Linked DNA regions of Mus musculus: region 2 is linked to region 1. A link is a contact called in public HiChIP or PLAC-seq data. All regions are on one chromosome and are shown on one strand. The core of a region is the stretch at or near the end of the contact, and the rest is flanking DNA. Distances in the headings are between cores, read along the strand shown. Region 1 overlaps Pde4d (phosphodiesterase 4D, cAMP specific). Region 2 overlaps Pde4d (phosphodiesterase 4D, cAMP specific).

Evidence for each region. HiChIP or PLAC-seq counts read pairs in DNA pulled down with a chosen protein or histone mark.
Region 2: an H3K27ac HiChIP or PLAC-seq map of embryonic fibroblasts shows a contact between it and region 1, with 14 read pairs. The contact joins two enhancer-like sites. A contact is called at or near these places in 2 of 15 datasets of contacts at CTCF or cohesin (the G1E-ER4 cell line and the NIH/3T3 cell line), 11 of 484 Hi-C or Micro-C datasets (DN3 thymocytes, bone marrow-derived macrophages, embryonic fibroblasts and 5 more) and 13 of 115 datasets of contacts at active chromatin or transcription factors (acute myeloid leukemia, bone marrow-derived macrophages, embryonic fibroblasts and 3 more).

Annotation. Positions count from the first base shown.
Region 1 is chr13:109,614,714-109,619,286 of GRCm38.p6, reverse strand. All of the region lies in intron 3 of Pde4d (phosphodiesterase 4D, cAMP specific), which reads right to left. Among named protein-coding and RNA genes, the nearest start is that of Gm32703, 180 kb to the right of the region's middle. Within about 2 kb of position 3,141, at least 25 of the 459 cell types and tissues checked have an H3K27ac peak or open chromatin away from gene starts, as enhancers often do. A contact at or near this core is called in embryonic fibroblasts, where this site is marked.
Region 2 is chr13:109,714,070-109,718,728 of GRCm38.p6, reverse strand. The region is part of intron 3 of Pde4d (phosphodiesterase 4D, cAMP specific); the gene reads right to left. Among named protein-coding and RNA genes, the nearest start is that of Mir1904, 190 kb to the left of the region's middle. Within about 2 kb of position 3,233, at least 19 of the 459 cell types and tissues checked have an H3K27ac peak or open chromatin away from gene starts, as enhancers often do. A contact at or near this core is called in embryonic fibroblasts, where this site is marked.

The DNA of each region.
Region 1 (4,573 bases), core at 1,892-4,391:
ACAGTCTTGGACTCTGTGAGGAGTAGGAGTGTGTGTGCCAATGACTGGAATGTAAATAAATGAATAAGTGGATAAGATGTGGAATGAAAAAAAAAAGACAGTCGCAGGAAATTTCATTATTTTGCTCTAAACTCTGCCTTCCTTAATGTAATAAATATTTAATTCTGTTTTGTTCCAGAAAAGACTCAAGCTCCTCCGTTTCCTTTGGCAATTAGCTTAGATAAGCTGGCTCACCCATTTTTCCACCTACACAGTGCTCAGTAGCAAATCCTTATGGTTCTCACAACTCTCTTTGTACTTGAACTTGGCTGAGACTGATTCATAGATGTGATCATGCATTTATCACTTGAGGGTATCGACACACACTTATCATATTGTTTATCTGTTTGTTTTAAAAAACAAGTCCAAATGACTATTTAAATCTGTCATTTTATTTATGTCAATTCATTTAAATTTTTAAAAGGGAGTAAAAAAAATGTATAGGATTTAAGAACTTAGAGATACGTGAGCAAAAGTTGCTGGAAAGAGGCTATGTTCTTCACTAAACCTTCGGCAAGGTTGATGAGTGGATTAAAACATCAATGACCGACTGTAGGGGGTTTGGAATGGACAAGTCCAGGGTCAGATCATCTTGGGCTACCTTCAGCCTTCCTAGTAACCATCTAGTGCCATTCTCCGTACCTGACCTAAGATCTTTCTGACAATTCGGTACATCATTTGGAATGTCTAAACAAGCACCTAGCTGCCACAGACCTAAGGCTTATTAGCCTGTAGCTCTGTATTTTTAGGTCCCACGCCAGTTGTTTGTTGGAGTTAGTGAGCGTATTAGTGACATCTCTATTGTTTTGACAACACACCAGGACCAAGACAACTTGAAGAAAGGGTTTATTTGGGGCTTACAGAGAATGATACATTCTGTAACATGGTAGGTACAGTGTGGGCGGGGTGCTGAGAGCTTAGGGCTCACATCTGGAACCACCAGGAAGAAACAGAGACCTACCTGGGAATGACATGCAGATTTTTTTAAAAGTCAAAGTCCACTCCCAGTGATATACTTTCTCCAGAAAGGCCACAACTCCTACATGTTCCCAACAGTGCCTGCAACTGGGGACCAAGTATTCAAATGCCAGGGATTTATGGGGAACATCTCATTCAAACGCCTAAAGCTAGTTAGTTTCTGTTCCAGCTTTTGACTAGTCCATCAAGTTGTCCAGTTTTCTCAATCTTTAAAATATTCAAAAGCTTTAAAATATTACAGCTCTAAAAATGAGTTTTAAAAGTGAAAAGTTTCTATATACTGAGAAGATAATTCATTCTACTTAAAAAAATTATAAAAACAGTGAACTGAAGTGTCCTAAAATTTTGCTTTGTGCGATGTTATTTCTGAGACTTCTTGTTGTCTGTGTGCCAGGACATTCTTAAGAATTTTGGGTCTAGAAGTCCAACTTAGCATAGATCTTGGCTCTCCTGTTGCCTGTCCTTAGCTTCTATGCACATATGTCCATATGTAGGGAAAGACAAGAATGGGGTGTGTGTTAAAGGGAAAGAGATGTATAATGGGAGAGAGGAGGGAGAGAATTAGGGAGAGGGATTGTGCATGAGAGAGAAAGGAAGATGGGGAAAGGGAGGGAGGGAGAGAAGGAGGGAGGGAAGGAGGAAAGGAGGGAGGGAGAGAAGGAGGGAGGGAGGAAGAAAAGAGGAGGGGAGGAAAGGAGGAGGGGAAGGAGGAGGGGGAGAGGAAGAGGGAGGAGGAGGAGGAAGAGGAGGAGGAGGAAGAAGAGGAAGAGGAAGGTCAAGAACACAACTAAGCAAGCACTATCTCTCTTTGACACGTTCTAGTACTCTCCACAGAGCACAGGGACAACGTATACTAGATATTAATTTTATATGCTCTTCTCGCTGGCCTTGCTTTCCCAGTCTCCTCTCTCCAATCTCTGGCCACTCTCCTTTCTCAGTGTATGGTCACTCTTCCACAATGTAGAACCTGAGACAAATCATCCCCCTCTGGGATTAGCAGGTTGATTCTCATGATGTATCTGCTTGGCTACAAGATTCCACTCCAATAGTCTCTGAAGCAGAATGCAGTCTCATACCCTGATCCTTGTCTCTAGCACTGACCTAAGCATCATGTCCAAAACCACGGACATTGCGATGCTAAAACAGGCTCCTGTTTGAACAACACACATTAGCCCAATGTGAATGATGAATATTCATGAAAGCATGTTTAGAAATTACAGAAAAATGAGATGAACAAGAGAAATGAAAATCATCCCTACTAGAACTAAATTGGAAATCTGGCTCATTTTCATTTTTGTATGTAAACAGATGCGTTTATGCATCTAATTTTAATATTTAATTGAGATTTTTAATGTCTGTGATTAATTTTAGATTCTATTCTACTTCTTATTTTACAAGAAGCATTTCCTCATATTATCTAACATGTGAAAATAAAATTAGTAGTTGATGCCTTGATACAATACCAAAATTTATCTAAACATTAGTTCATATGGTATATTTATGTTCCATGACATCCATAGTACAACTAATTTTGGATGGTTATCTTTGAACACTTATATTTTTAAAGTCTCAAAAGATCTCTAAAATTCAAACCCTTTAAAGCAGAAATAATAATAAAAAAATAGGCTTAATTTTAGAGCCTGAGGTATGTAATGATTTTTATTTATTTTCCTAAGAAGAATACCTTGAGTTAGCTTAAAAATTAATGTAGCAAACTACATTTGTATGCATGATTCATACTTTAAAAAATTTTGCAAATGTAAGATCATTTGACATAACTTGCTGTGTGTTACAGGGAGTTCACTCCATGATAATTAGTCAGTACTGAGAATAACAAGACAGTGATTTCTTATACGATAGGAAAATGAAAAAAATCCCACCATGAGTAGTTATGTGGACCATATTTTATAAAAGGCTGAGAGCGATAAAAGTGAAGGAAAGAAAGCCAGCCAGGAGGTTGTTATTAAAGAGACCCAGAAGTCAGCCGCTGCCGTTTCTTGTGCTCTGTGAGGACTAGAGAGCTGCAGGTCAGCATTTCAGAAAAATCATGCCCATGGGGGCACAAGGCTTTACTTGAGGCAGGTTTTCCTAATTGTAACGTTCTGTTGAAGAGAAGTCCTTGACTTAAACATATCCTTTTGTGCCCTCTAGTGTTTGAATTCACAAACACTTCGGAGAAGGTTAACTCAGAGTTCAGATGGGACTACCTTGCTTTTCATTCTGCAATTTAAAAATCCCTCGTTTCACAAGAACAGTCAAGTTGCAATACCACCTACCACTGAGCAAATCTTGCCGCGCCTGCCGCCTTCATTTTTAATGAACAAAGCCTTATTGGCACATGTGCCACAGCCCTCTAAAGGGTCATATGTGGACAACTGCATTTTTTCTTCAGGACAGAGTTGAATATTGACTTACTGGCTGACAGTGCAAAATCTTTTACTATCTGGATTTGCATCAGGTGACCCTTGCTTGGGCCAGAGAATTCAGTATTACGTTAGAGACTGTTAACATTTTAGAAATTAAAAAAAAAATGCCATTCCTTTCTATCAACCCCCGAGACCCTAGTAAAAATAGATAGTTCTAAGTCAGGCAATTGGCTTTTGGTTCGGTGACCAAGCACTTACTTCCTTAATGAAACGCGAGCTGTCATAATTCTTGTAATATGTGCTCACTGAGATGATATACACCTGATCCTGATGACTTTGTTGCGATTATATCAGAAAGAACAAAATAAGATCAAAGGTCTTCACCCAATAAGACCAGAGCCAGACAAACTTTCAGATCCTTGTGCTAACTCACTGTGGTAGCAGCTTCCTGTCCTTAGGATTGTACCCGAGACAACCAGCCAAGCCAGAAAGGTTACACACAGTTTGGGGGCATTCTTGACCACGCCAGTTAGCCCTGTTGTTTTGGGTGAGACAGCATATTTCAGAGGGACTGTGGGCAAACCAAACCACTCATTGGCAGAAAAGGCCTCAAGTTCCAGCACCCCTTTTAAGGGTACATCCCAGTGACCCAAAGAAGTATGACAGGGATGTATCTTTTAAAGGTTCCTCTGCTACTCTCTAGATCAGACACGTCTTTATTACAATAGCCCTTTCGGGACACTCTAAATGCAAACTGCAGCATCCATATATTATTGATTAGCCGGAACACAACTGATCAACACCTCCATTTTTATACACTTAGAAAGAAAGCATTATTTTATGTTTAGATATACACACAGTATTTCTGTACCCTAATATACCACTTATTACAAATACAGAGTGTATCTGAATTTGTGTTTGAGGCAATTCTTATGCGATTGGTATTTTATGTATATCAAGGGTAGAGGGCACCAAGAGAAGGTGGTAGCTCTGTGTGGGAACGTCACTGGCTATTCAACTTATCTGGTTCAAATCGCAGGTCTTCTCATGGCTCTTTCGTGTACCTTGTACCTTTATTGAAATTCCCCTCCCCCATCACGTTTGAAATGACCACTGCATAGTTTATTCAAGCTTTTCGTAATGTTTCTCAAGAAGGGAATGCATTTTCCCTTTCTAACTTTAAATCTGAT
Region 2 (4,659 bases), core at 1,984-4,483, 99 kb before region 1:
GCAATTAGTGAAGGAGGCCATGAGTTTGAAGCAGAGTTAAGAGAGGTATGTAGGAGGGTTTGGATGGAAGAAAGGGAAGGGAGAGATGTTGTAATTGTGTTATAATATCAAAAGGGGGCGGGGGAAGAGACAAAAAACAAATCAACTGTCTCTACTCTCAGGGCATTTAAATAGAAAACCCAGTCTGGTTCTCTCCTGAGTTAACAGTAAAGATGCCACTGCTCTCTGCTGCTTAGTGGGGTTTGATAGTTTGTATATTTCTGTCTCTTTTGGGGACTTTACTTTCCTATACATAAAACATGAAGAGGAAATTTTTATGAAAATACAAATGAACTATTACTTCTTTTAAAAAATAATTCATTACAAAATTTCTCTACAGCAAATACGTTCCTTAGTTGGATTAAAATGTACGACATCGCATGCATCGAGTTTATAGACATTTAAGGTTTTGACTCAGTAACAGTGTTTCTTAAAATTTTGCCTAAGTATTTAGCCAGATAGGAAGATTAAGATTTCTTTTTACAAAGATACTTAATAAAATGGGTGTGGGGCGAAATAAAAAAAAATAAAATGGGAAGAGGAGGGGAGACAGTAAATGGCCCATGTGAGAGAAAGAGCTAGACAAATCATTTTGTTCTGGATAAACTGCTATGATCCTGTGAGAACATGAGACATACTTGGTCCCATATGGTGAGAGAAGATGCTTATCCTACAAGATATGGGAACTGCTTGTTATGTTCCTAACTTTTGTTTTGTTTTACTATGTTGCTAAAGCTGCTCTTAACTCATTCTTATGCATATGAGTGTTTTACCTACATGGATGCCTGCATACCATGCGTGCGCCTGGGGTCTGAAGAGGCCAGAAGAGGGCATCAGATCCCCAGGGCCAGAGGTACAGATGGTTGTGAGCCATCATGTGGGTGGTGGGAATCGAACCTTCATCCTCTGGACAAGTAGAACATGTTCTTATCATTGAGCCACCTCAACAAACCCTATCAAAGATCTCTTGATCCTCCTGCCTCTGCCTCTTTAATGTGCTGGCATTACAGGATGTGGCACTATTGTAACCAAAATGGTATGGAACAGTAGGATACTCAGATAGATAGTCCCTGTCTTGCCATGGTTCAGCTAAGGAGTTTTCAACCTTTTAACAAGCATACCTATATGTTTGCTATTGGTTTTGTCTTGTCGATTTTACACATTCTGTCTAGTGCTCAATGCCTTACAGGTAGTCTTCAATGTTGTATTGGAAAGTTGGTTTTGTGTTTTGACCACTATCAATTAAAAGAATGTTTAGGTATGGTGTTCATTAGCTAAGTATATTCAGTGGCCTTTTTTACACAATATTTTTAGCTTATATGGGTTTGCTGAAATATAACCTACTGTAAACAAAAATTTTAAATACGGCAGTAAAATAATTTGAAATGTCCAGCCTCTCTGACCTGGTCATTTTACACTTATATATAATATATACTATCATGTGCAACCTGCATATATTTCAGGAGGCACATGGTGTGGTGCCATTATATTGATGTTTTATGAATTCAGTCTTTTAGCAGTTGCAGCTTTTCTACAGTGAATGTGTTTACTTCATCGTCAGAATAATGTGTCCCTGCAAAATAATTCAGTGAGAAGCTCCTTTCGGAAGTGTGTTTGCAAGGCAGAGGGCAGCCTGTTTGCAAAGTTCTCCTTGCTGACAAAGAGGCCTCTGAAGTATCCCTACCAGGGATCCCACTGAAGGTAAATGCAGTGATAATTGTGCTGGCAACACAGTTTTGAGCTCAAATGTCACAGTTATGAGCTTGGGTACACAAGGACACATTGGAAATGTCAGTCAATGTCAGCTTCCTCTAAAGTAGTGGTCAGAGAAGTGTGCAACTTTGCCCCCAAAGGAAAGCATTGTGGCTGTAATTAGATACTATAAATACATGGGCAAAGAATCTGTAAATAAGCAATATCACAGAGGCCTTCTTGCAGGCTATTTTTCCTTCTGAGATCTGTGTCACACTCACAGACATGAAGGCAGCCAGGAAGCTGTATCTGTTTACTCTTAATTTATTTTTATAACTGTGCATGCCAGCAATGGGGGAAAACAGTTAGAACAAAATTTAGAGTAACAATGAGGTCTCTAAGTTTTAGAAAAATCTTGCCAGACAAGAAGTTCTACCTATCAGGGAGTTATAAATCCTAGCCTCACGGAAATGTCATTTTCAATTGAACACATGTGGTGGGGCTTGAAGTTTTGGCCTCTACTCGTGGTTCTGCCAACAGTCCTGTGCCTTGTGCAGATGCCCTGCCTCTCTGCATCTTGCTTTTACACCTGTATATATGGATAGGACTGTGCTATGTGTAGCTCAGGATGGAGCCTGAGAAAATGTGGACAAAACACAGAGCATCATCTCAGGTACATAGTAAGCATTGGAACCGGACTCCTTTTCCTTCCTTACAGCCATAGAAAAGGCTTTCAGAGACTTCAACAGCATCCTATGGAAACAGGGATGCAATCCAATAAACATGTTCATGCTCTCTCTCTGTCTGTCTCTGTCTCTGTCTGTCTGTCTGTCTGTCTGTCTGTCTCTCTCTCACACACACACACACACACACACGACATCATTAATGCACAAAAATAACTAATATCTACTTAAACAGCCAAATTTTTGCAAATCCTTTATTGTCCAGGAAGTTTTATTTAGAGAAAAATATTTACTGATAAAATACGAGAGTATTTATTTTCTAGAGAGTTTTTTTTTTTTATAAAAAAGACACAATCATATCTATGTAGAAATGCCCTTATCCTTCTTTTTATATATAATGGCAAGTCTCTCAGAGGAGCCTTTAAAGCCAATGGCAATAAACACAGTTCAATTTCCATTTGGCATTTCTGTAAGCTCTCTGTGTGTGGTTAGGTTATAATAGAAGAAAAAAAATAAAATAAAACTAGCTAGAGACTGCAGATACTATTTAAAGGCATCGGGACAGAACCACATTGAAATTTTATCCTTATTATTCTAATAACACATAAATGTGCAAGGTGAAAAACATAATCACCCATCAGGTCATCTGTCCTAGAAAATAACAGAAGTAAATGTCCTTGCTCTTGTCAGTCAAGTGTACACTCAGCAATGCAGATATAAAAACCAATCACCAGCTGGAGACCATAGTAATCTTAGGAGAAACTTTCAGCCACAATGACTAACAGTCACATAATCTTTACACAGATGCCTTACTGAGAGATGCATAACCATTTATGGACATCTTCTGCATGGTGACTTCTTGTTTCAAGACAGGCTGGGGCTGCATGCAACCCAACATACTATTAAAAAGTAAACTTGCAATCAACTTATTCAACATTTTGGAATCTCTGTCGTTTTTATAGTTCCAGATGCTGAGATTTATCTAGATAAAGTGAGACTATGTTATTTCTGAATGAGAACTCTAAAAGCAAATATTTATAACACTGATCTAAATGGTCTATTGTAGTGAAAGTGCCTGTATGCCCATGCACGTATGCCTATATGGATCTAATCAGGTTTTATAAAATGATTGCAATTACAAGCCATACATTTCTATCACGCATTTTGTCTATGGACCATTTTGGTGCACACAAACACACACATACACACACCCGTGCACATATGCACACACAAACGTATACACTATTGTGATATGACTTTTAAAACAATACCATATAGTTGATCACACTTGGCCATAACAGAAACCATACATTACTGGGGGAAAACCCTCTGTTATGAAACTATTTAAGTCAGAGAGTGTAAAAGTTGATTATATGAAGAGCTATACCCAAGCCAACATGCATCACCCAGTGCATTTTCAATTATCGTAAGCACATATATTTAAAAGTATAAAGTAGTACAGTTCTAATTCTTAGAGCACGCTGGTTTTGTAATGCTTGTGACCTACAGTACTCAATGGGCAAGAAGCCCATGTGTACCAAATACAAGTCAAAGGACAAAGAAGTTCTGCTCATGTTCATGCCAAAACAAAGTCAACTAAAATTTCCAGACTTTCAGAGGTAGTAGTCACAGGAAAGGGGATTAGGAGTGACAGATGGAAAGGAGTATCAGATAGAATGATTTTAACATTGATAACAGTTGCCTGGTTGCTGAGTGTTGGATGTCTAAAAACCTTAAAATGGGATGCAGGCCTTAGGTATCATGGATGGGGATTCCCTGTTCATCCAGAAGGCACTCACACTATAAGAAACTACCAGTGGTACACAGGTGAGCTGGGCCAACAATTCAATCTGTGTGCCTCTGCAGCATAGGAATTAATATGTCACCCATGTGCTGGTGTTCTTTCTGGTCTCAAGAAGAATCATGACTTTAAACAGGACCAAATTTACGACCCAGGCTTATCGGTCAAGACACAAAAATTACTGCTTCTGACTGGATACCATGTGCAGCAGAGGCCAGACACTGCTGTTCCCCCAACACACACACACTGCTTGGCGATTCCCACTGTTCCCATTAATGCTCTGGTATCCCTTGACCTACTTCCTAACGTACCCCAGCAATTTCTGCTCTGTCTAGATGCAAGGACTCTCACTGTCCTTATTCTAACCGACTCTCTAGGAGAAGAAAGAAGAAAGGATTCTGTAGTGATTAGCAATAGGACACAGCCATAAAGATATTTACAAGG